Linked DNA regions of Mus musculus: region 1 is linked to region 2. The links are chromatin contacts, called in public promoter capture Hi-C maps. All regions are on one chromosome and are shown on one strand. Each heading gives the region's core, a stretch centred on a gene start, on an enhancer-like site or on the middle of the called end of the contact. The rest is flanking DNA. Distances are from core to core; before and after follow the strand shown. Region 1 holds the start of A630089N07Rik (RIKEN cDNA A630089N07 gene). Region 2 holds the start of Brwd1 (bromodomain and WD repeat domain containing 1).

Region 1 (4,306 bases), core at 763-3,262, 2.0 Mb before region 2:
GAGAACTCTCCCAGTCTCTCAAGTTTCACCAGTTAACAACTCTTAGCTAGTAACCAGACTTTCTTCTATTCAGAGCACATTCTAAGAGGTTGTAAAACAATTAACCAAAGGCCATAAAAGGGAACTAACAATTTATTATAGGTGCTAGGACAGAAGATAAAATATTGACTGGATTTATCTATACAAAACTTCACTTATAACTTAGTTATGGTTTTAAGCCTTCTGTGAACCCGTGGAGCTGAGACAAGTGATGGATGTTTAGCTTGATAATCACTCCTAATGGATATTCATGTAAACATCCTCTGTTGTAACATTCTATTTCAATTTATGATTTGATTTTCTGGTGAACTTTTGATGAAAATTTTAACATGTGGTCATGTATTATGAATGATGTTTAAGGGCTGAGGACAAAGAGAAGAGACAAAACTGGGGGCTGGGGGTGAGAGGAATGGAGGTGAGAGAACTGAGCTGAGGAGATGATTTTTGAAGGAGAATGCAGAGTGGAGTAGCTTGGAAATTATAGGTAACATAAACTACTAAGAGAGCAATGTGTAGAATGCAGAGGGAAAGAAGAAAAAAGTAGATGATGCTGAGAGCAGAAGGAGCAAGCAGGCTTCTCCTTACCGTGGGACAGAGCAGATCCCATGGTAAGGACAAGGCAGGTTTAGTCTTATTAAAAGAAACAAAGATTTTTTCTTACAAACATGGGTTTAATTCATTTAGCATTAAGAAGGTAGAAGCCTTTTCTTTCTCTATGTAATACAGATTGGAGTGCATTTAGTTTTCATCTAGAATGTGTGAGTTCTTTCTGCAACCATGCTGGGTCTTATGCTCCATATGCATATGTAAATATGGATGTGTGTGTAATTATGTAATTGTGAGAATGTCTGCATGTGTGTGTGTAAGTATGTAATTGTGAGAATGCATGAAAGCTGGGCCCATCTGGCTTCTAATGAAAATGAATAAGTGAGCATGAATGAAGCTGAATATGAATTTATGTGAGATTATGCATATTTGCTTATGTAAAAGTTTTTTCTTTCTGCGAGTGTTATTTACTTCTCCTGGCTCAGTAGAAGTTTATAGCTCCAAACATCCTCCTATCCCGAAAGCAAGTGGCATCTGGAGAACAGGGGAAAGGGTCTAGCAATTAATTCTTTACTTAATCTGCTGTTTTAGGATGAGGTGCTGAGTGCCAGAAACTGCAGTTTCTGACCTGAGAGGATCACAGAACGCAGGTCAGGTACAACAGCATAGTAACTTAGACTTAGATAAGTAAACTTTTTATTATACAGCAACCCTAAATTTTTGTTAAGACAAAGCCTTACCCTCCGCCTATGCTCTTACCTCTCCGTTGCCTCAAGAAGAACCGAAAAGAAAGAAGAAATACCTCACGCTGGGGCTGCACCACGGCACAAATGCATCAAAATTAATTACACTATGAACATAACAAACCAGAAATTAATAAGCCTATTCATATCTATAAACTATTGTTACCCCAAATCTCCCTCTAATAGTTAATATCCTGGGCACCTTTCCGCTTGTGGGACAGTTTGCTAACTCCCCTGCAAGTTGAGTAATGGGCTATGCAAGCTACCTACCTTAATTCCAGGAGGGAGAAGTCAAACAGCCTAGTGAGTTAGGGAAGCTGGGGCTGAAGTCAGGACCTGGTGAGCACAGGGTCACTGCCCACATAGGGGAGGAGCAAGCCACTGAGTAGTGGCAGATCTCCGGCTGCCTTCCTGATGGGGCCTCCCTGGGGCTGTGCAGGGAGACAGAAGAGTAGGCTATTGGAGGACCCGCACCAGTACTATGGAAATGCAAATCCCTGTAGATCTGGAAAAGGTCAGGCATTGGACTTGAAGAATCTTCAATTGGGCTGAGAATCTCTACGCAATGTACCTTTAAGGGAGGTGCTCGAGTCACTCAAGACTTATTGGCCAATCAGATCCTTTAGGCTGACTTGCCAGTCAGAAGGGAAGGCGGGTTTTTCCGGATGCCTTGGCGCGAATTTCACTTAGTTGCTGAGCAGACTTGAATGAGCCTGTGTGCTGTGCTCCTTGTCCTGCCGCTGGATGCTGTGGATTGTGCTCAGGCAAGCTCCGAAGGTGCGACATCGTGAGCACAGGGTCACTGCCCACATAGGGGAGGAGCAAGCGGCTGAGCAGTGGCAGGTCTCCGCCAGCCTTCCTGGTGGGGTCTCCCTGGCGCTGTGCGGGGGGGACAGATTGGTAGGCTATTGGAGGATAGGCACAAGTACTACAGAAATGCAAATTCCTGTAGATCTGGAAGAGGTTGGGTCCTGGCCTTGAAGCTTGGACTGAGAACCTACACTGTGTACCTTCAGCTAACTCTTAACTCTAACGGAGGTGCTCCAGACTTACTGGCCAGTCAGAGCCTTTAGGCGGACCTGCCAGTCAGAAGAGAAGGCGGGCTTTCCGGTTGCCGTGGTGCGGGTTTCACTTAGTAGCTGAGCCAGCTTGAATGGGCCTGTGTGCTGTGCTCCTTGTCCTGCCGCTGGATGCTGTGGATTGTGCTCAGGCAAGCTCCGAAGTTGCGCCATGGTGAGCACAGGGTCACTGCCAACAATGGGGAGAAGCAGGGGTCTCAGCAGCGCGAGCTGGTGTGGTGGGGCTTTCACAGGACTGAATGGGAATCGGCGGCCACGTGTGAGGTCCCCTGAGGTCCTAGCCACTCGCGGGACCCAGCCGTAGCCTCTGAATAACTTCACTGTGGGGGCTGCATTTGGCCTGTGTGTAGAACGATCTTTGGCATGATCCCAAACTCAGAGAGTCCTAGTTTCTGCAAGTTCTGTTCTTAGCATTTGACATTAAGGTGGACAGTCCATTTGGAGTTAATTTTGTGGAGGTTGTAAAAGACATCTCATGTGCTGGGTAGCAATCCAATATCAAGCTGTGATGTAAAAGTGCAGGATTGATGATGTAAAGGATTTACTAAAGCTTAGGAGATAGTAAGGCACTCCAAGTAGAATTTATCTGAGGGTGGACTCCATGTAAAACATCTCACAGATAAGTAATGTGCTAACCAGGGCAATTAGAGTTTAGGTTGCTAGGATACACATGCTTGTTCACAAGGATTGCCCAGAAATATGGCTCCAAGCCATAATAAAGAAAACAAACTTGATTTACAAGCAGCCACTAGGCCCATCTCCATATGAAAGAGCAGGCCTCTAACCAGCTGCTCAATGGGGCATTACAGGATCACAATCTACAGTAAGGCCTAGTGTGCCATAAAGGTTCAGTTTTCTGCTTGAAAAAAGCATACTTATGCCACATGGGCGAGATGACACTTAGTGACAACCATGTGAAAAGGGTAAAAAGAAAAGAAAAGAAAACACTGTTGCATTATTGAGTGCTGGCGTGATCAAACTGTAATTTCCCTGAGGTTCCCCTGTCTGGAGCATGATATAGCTCCTTCTAAAACCCAGGAACATGCTTGGCAGAGCCAGTCACAGCCTGGGGCCTACTCACCTGGCTCCTTGGCAGCTTACCCTGAGGCCCTGGGTATAGAGATAAAACCAGGGCCTTTTCTAAAACCAGGAATATGCTTGGGAGAGGTTGAATCAGATTCTGAGAACAAGACTTCCTACCCTATGGGGCTGTGGTTATCATTCCCAAGGCCATGAGAGATTTGGTCAGAAATGTTTTTGAGAAACACTGAGTTGCCCTTGTGCAGCACTGTTTAATTAGACTTCTCCTGAGTGTGTCCGATTGTATGATGCTTCTGCTGACTTCATAGTTTCTTCATCTTTCTCCTGACTTCATAGATGTCTCCCATCTCCTTCCTTTTCACTCATGTCAATCGTGTACAAGATGGTATTCTTTAGAAGCTTGCTTAGCATGAGCCATAGCTTGTGTAAGACCTCCCCACCCCAGCTTTTTTACTTTCTACCTTTTCCTTTTCCAGTTTTTTCATCATCTGGAACCTTCCACTCAGGACACTGTCACTAACCTGCTGTGTTAGGGCACTGTGTATTTAAGAAATGATCCTGGGAATATGCTTGCTGTGTAGATTTCCCATGTGTCTTAGTGGCTAGAATTGCAGCCTCCAGTCTGTATTTAAGTTGTTCAAAACTTAACCTCAACCTGAACCTAAAAGAGACTAAAGGGTGTCAGCATATGTGGAATGAAAAATCCATTCTAGTCTGGCTCCTCTTTTAGCCTTAATCAGTGTAGCTGGTCTTTGCTACTTCATGGTTACTTCTTTTCCCCTACCCTTAACCCCTTCCCCAACAGCACCCAAGCTCCACCTCCCCCCTCCCCCCCCCCCCCCCCCGCGTCTCCCCCAC
Region 2 (4,137 bases), core at 1,445-3,944:
CAAAAAAAAAAGAAAGGAAGTTGCTTTGCTGCCACTTAGCCTGATGGTCTGGGTTCAATTTCTAGGACCCAGGAGTAAGGGGGGTGGTGGTGGAAACCAACTCCTGAAAGCTGTCTTTATGCTGCTGTGTAAGCTGTACTCCTGCCAGGGCTGTTTTTTCCTTCTTTCCTTTCTCAGCCAATGCTGGCACTCCAAGGTCTTGTGCCACTAGGTGCTGTGCCACTGAGTCACATGTCTCATGTCCTCATCTCTGATCTCCTGTAAGGGCTACCATGCTACCTGCCCAGGATTAGAACTTTAATTCCAGACAATGACTAGCATTTGGGATAAAGATTCTTGTAAAACTACACTTTACTTTATGATAGTGTTAGGAAATGTAATACACACGTCCTTGGTCTATATAAACATTTAAAGGAACTGGGGGGATGTTTTAGTGGTCAATAACACTTCACCTTCCAGAGGACCCGGTATGGCACAAGGGAATATTCACATCAGAATGTCAAATAAACTGTTCTAGTTATGGATCTTAACGATTTAACTTTTCAGTCTATGTGAATGTCTGCTTTGCCAGTTTGTGCATATGTGTATCACCTGCAGGTCAGCAGAGGGAGCGATAGAGGGTTGTGAGCCATTGTGTGGTTGCTGGGACTTGAACTCAGGTCCTCTGGAAGAACAGTCAGTGCTCTTAGCCGCTGGGCCATCTCTCCAGGCCCTATCTTTATTACTTTGACTATGGCTTGTGAGCCTACTGCCAGTAGGTTCCCTTGGTGCTACACCAAGTCCATCTCTTTATCCTTATGGCTACAGTTCCAGTGGGTCCTCTTTGATTTACTCTCTCAGGTTTACTAAGTAATATTTTTCTGTATCTTGGTCTCAACTTGCAACCTCTCCTTGACTGGAACGTTCCAGTTTTCCCATTTTCAGCTGGAGACTCTCTGGTTGTGTCCATCAGTCACCCCGAATACTTGAACTAAACCTGTTTTAAAGGGTCTCATGTACCTTGGGGCTCTCCTCAAGCCGTGTGGATAATCATGTCCGTGAACTTCTGAACCTCTGGCCTCTGCCTGTGCTGGGATTAGTGGGTGCTTTGTTTCTGTGCTGCTCTGGATCAAACTCAGGCAAGCCCCCGAGTAAATGACAGAGTTCTTTGGCTTTCTCCTTCAGTTGCATGACATCCCCAGAGGAGTGAAAGTTCCATACCTTTCCCTCAGGCAAGTTGGTTTTTATCCCAGTGCCCTAAATCTTATCACTATAGTTCACCTTTCCCTTAAAGGACGCCAAACTGTTTCCATGGGAACGGTGGAGTTTACTGTTCCATTTTATCTTACCACTTGGTGTTTGCTGAGTTAGGATTACTCTGAATAGGTGGGCCATCTACATATTCATATGTACTTTCCATGTAATTAATGAAAGTCAACTCAGAGGCTGGAAATGCGTATTAGTTCATAAAATCCTTGAGCTCTGGAAGGAGCCGCACTGTTGGCTACAATTTACAGATAAGGCCAATTGAGACAGAGGTTAAGTGATTTGCCTAGGATCATACACCTGATAGTTGGAGCCAGTCTAAGGTTCACTGCCCGGGCACGACTGGGACACCTCGTTCTGCCTCCGCACGCAGGCACTAGAATGACTAGCTGGTACAACGCCTTGGTCACAAGACAGGACTCCTACAAATGACCTTGCTCGGTCAGCCCTTCGCAGGGGCGCAGGGGTTAAGAAAAGAATGCGGAGCCACCCTAGCACTATGTCCTAAGCCTAAGGAAAAGAAACAGCCGAACCACCCTAGACTCTTTATAGACACAAACAATTCCCTTGCCGCACCCTAGCCCGCGACAGGAGCTCGCTTTCCCGTTGGAAGACGACTGTCTTTTGGTGTTTGGGAATAAAGAGCCGAGGTCGTTTGAGGTCAGGCCTCTTTTTCTGACTCTCTGCTGCCCGATAAATCTAACAATGGCCATGTTTAGTTCTGTTCTGCACTCTACGTCAGAGCTTGTCAGCGCACACTGGACGTGGTGAAACAGATCCGGTTGGGTCAGGAGCCTAGAGCGGTAATTAGGGGGATTTTTCTGTAACTCTTCCACCCCTCCAACAAAACGACTGACACTTGTGGCCGCAGCCCGTTTCCCACGGGCCCTCTGAGTTCCCGTCAAGTCATCGCGGACTCCCAGATTCCGTCACCCGTACCGGGCATCTTTAACCCATCGCGGGGCGCGGGACGCGGGGCGGCGGGAGGTCGGGAGGGCAGCGGGTAAGGTGGTGTCGCAGCCTCCGCTCTGGGTTCAGCCACCCTCCTGCAGAGCTCCTCCCCAGCCTCAGGGTCTTCAGGCCCAGCCCAGGTGACCGTCCTCCCAGGCTCCGCCCTGCCCTGCCCCGCCCCGCCCCCTCCACTCCAGCTCGCCGTACCGCCTCCGCCGCCGCACAAAGGCCGGCGGCCGCCTCACCGCGCGCAGGAATCCGGCCACGCGCGCCCCAGCCCCCCCACCCCCCGCCCCGCGGACGCAGCCCCGGCTGGCTCGCCGCCCCCTTTTGCGCTTCACGCCCCCGACGCACAGGACGCCGAGGCGAGGCCCGCCTCCCAGCCAAGGAGCCACATCCGCGTCGTGCCACGCCGCCGGCTCCCCGCGGGGGGACTACTTCGCTCCCCGCCCCTCGGTCCCGCGCGACTTCCTGCCGCGGACGCGTCGGTGCGCGGCGCGCACGGCATGGCGGCGGCGGCGCGCGCCTGAGGAGCTGGGGGTACGCCGGCCCGGTCAGGCCTCGGCGCGGCCTACGCGCTCCACTTGTTCGCTGGTCCGCTCGCTCCCGCCCGGCGCCCCGCCATGGCGGAGCCTTCGCCGGCCCGACGTCCGGTGCCTCTCATCGAGTCGGGTAAGACACGGCCGCGCGTCCCCTGCCCGGTGTCGCGCAGCCGCCGCTGACCGTCCCTGTCTTCTCCCCGCAGAGCTGTACTTTCTCATCGCCCGCTACCTCTCAGCTGGCCCGTGTCGCCGAGCGGCGCAGGTGAGTGCCGGCTGGGCGAGCGGGCGGGCGGGCGAGCGAGCGAACCGGGGGCGAACGAACCGGGGGTGAGCGGGGCAGCTGACGGGGTCTGACCGCGCGTCTTCTCTGCCGCAGGTGCTGGTGCAGGAGCTGGAGCAGTACCAGGTCGGTCCGCCGCCCCCGCGTCCCCGTCCCCGCCCCCGCGTCCCGGTCCCGCCCGGCCTCCCGGCCGCGGTGGTCACCCGGACGCCTTTCGTGTCTCATTCCAGCTGTTGCCGAAGAGGTTGGACTGGGAGGGCAACGAGCACAACAGGAGCTACGAGGAATTGGTGAGCAGCTCCCGCGTCCTCCGCGCGCCCGCGCCCCCCAGCCGGGTCTCTGCTCCCCTGCGGGCGCCGCGGGGCCGCGCCCGGGGGTGGTCTCTGGTGGTCCGGCGTCCCGGGGCGACGGGCCCGACCCCCGAGGGCTCGCGGTGGCGGGGTGGGGGGCGGGATTTGGCAGAAAATGGTTTTGGGGGCGGTGCCGGGCGCAGGCGGGGGCGCCCCTGGCTCGCGGCCGGGCTGGGGCTCCAGGTGCGGCCGCCAGCCACTGAGAGGGGCGCTCTCATCTCTCTCCCTTCCCGATTTGTAACTCGAGCTCTCATTGGTCTCTCCTTTCTCTGCCCCGCCCAGACTTTCAGACCTCTTGTTCCCCAGGAATAGAGAGAGAGTCCTTAGTCTCCCAAGGTGGAGAAATGGCCCCTTCCTGTACTGTACTCCCTTCCTCTGTAGGATCGCACAGAGTTCTCCGTGGTGAATATGTCAGTGCGGCACCCCTGCTTCCCCGACCCGTGCACTGTGTGTTGACTGCCTTTAGAAAGTTGGCTCACACTTGATCTTGCTGTATGTAGCGGTTCAGGCTTTAAGTTGACATCCGTCAGTCGGTGTATTTATTTTTTGAGACAGGGTGTCATTACGTACCACTGTCTTGCCTTGAACTCGGGTAGGCCAGGCTGGCCTTGAATTCATTTCCTGCTTCTGAGAGCTCGGACTAAGCTCTCAGAAGCAGTTGTGTGTGCCTGTCTTAACATTTCCGAGGAGTGGTAACTTGCGGATTACATTTATTTTCCTTTGCCTTATTTTCCCTACTTGCTTAGAGGTTCTTGTGTATAGTTGAGTT

What was found. Promoter capture Hi-C pulls out the DNA fragments that hold promoters and counts their contacts.
Region 1: a contact with region 2 is called in a promoter capture Hi-C map of pre-B cells, with 3 times the contacts expected there. The contact joins the promoter of A630089N07Rik here to the promoter of Brwd1 in region 2. A contact is called at or near these places in 2 of 39 promoter capture datasets (pre-B cells and stem cell-derived epiblast-like cells).

What each region holds. Positions count from the first base shown.
Region 1 is chr16:98,080,145-98,084,450 of GRCm38.p6, reverse strand. A630089N07Rik (RIKEN cDNA A630089N07 gene) reads left to right here and starts at 2,012. Exons shown (of 5, transcript NR_015491.1): 1 at 2,012-2,105.
Region 2 is chr16:96,080,985-96,085,121 of GRCm38.p6, reverse strand. It overlaps Brwd1 (bromodomain and WD repeat domain containing 1), which reads left to right and starts at 2,694. Exons shown (of 42, transcript NM_145125.3): 1 at 2,694-2,868; 2 at 2,942-3,000; 3 at 3,115-3,144; 4 at 3,249-3,308. The coding sequence starts at 2,820.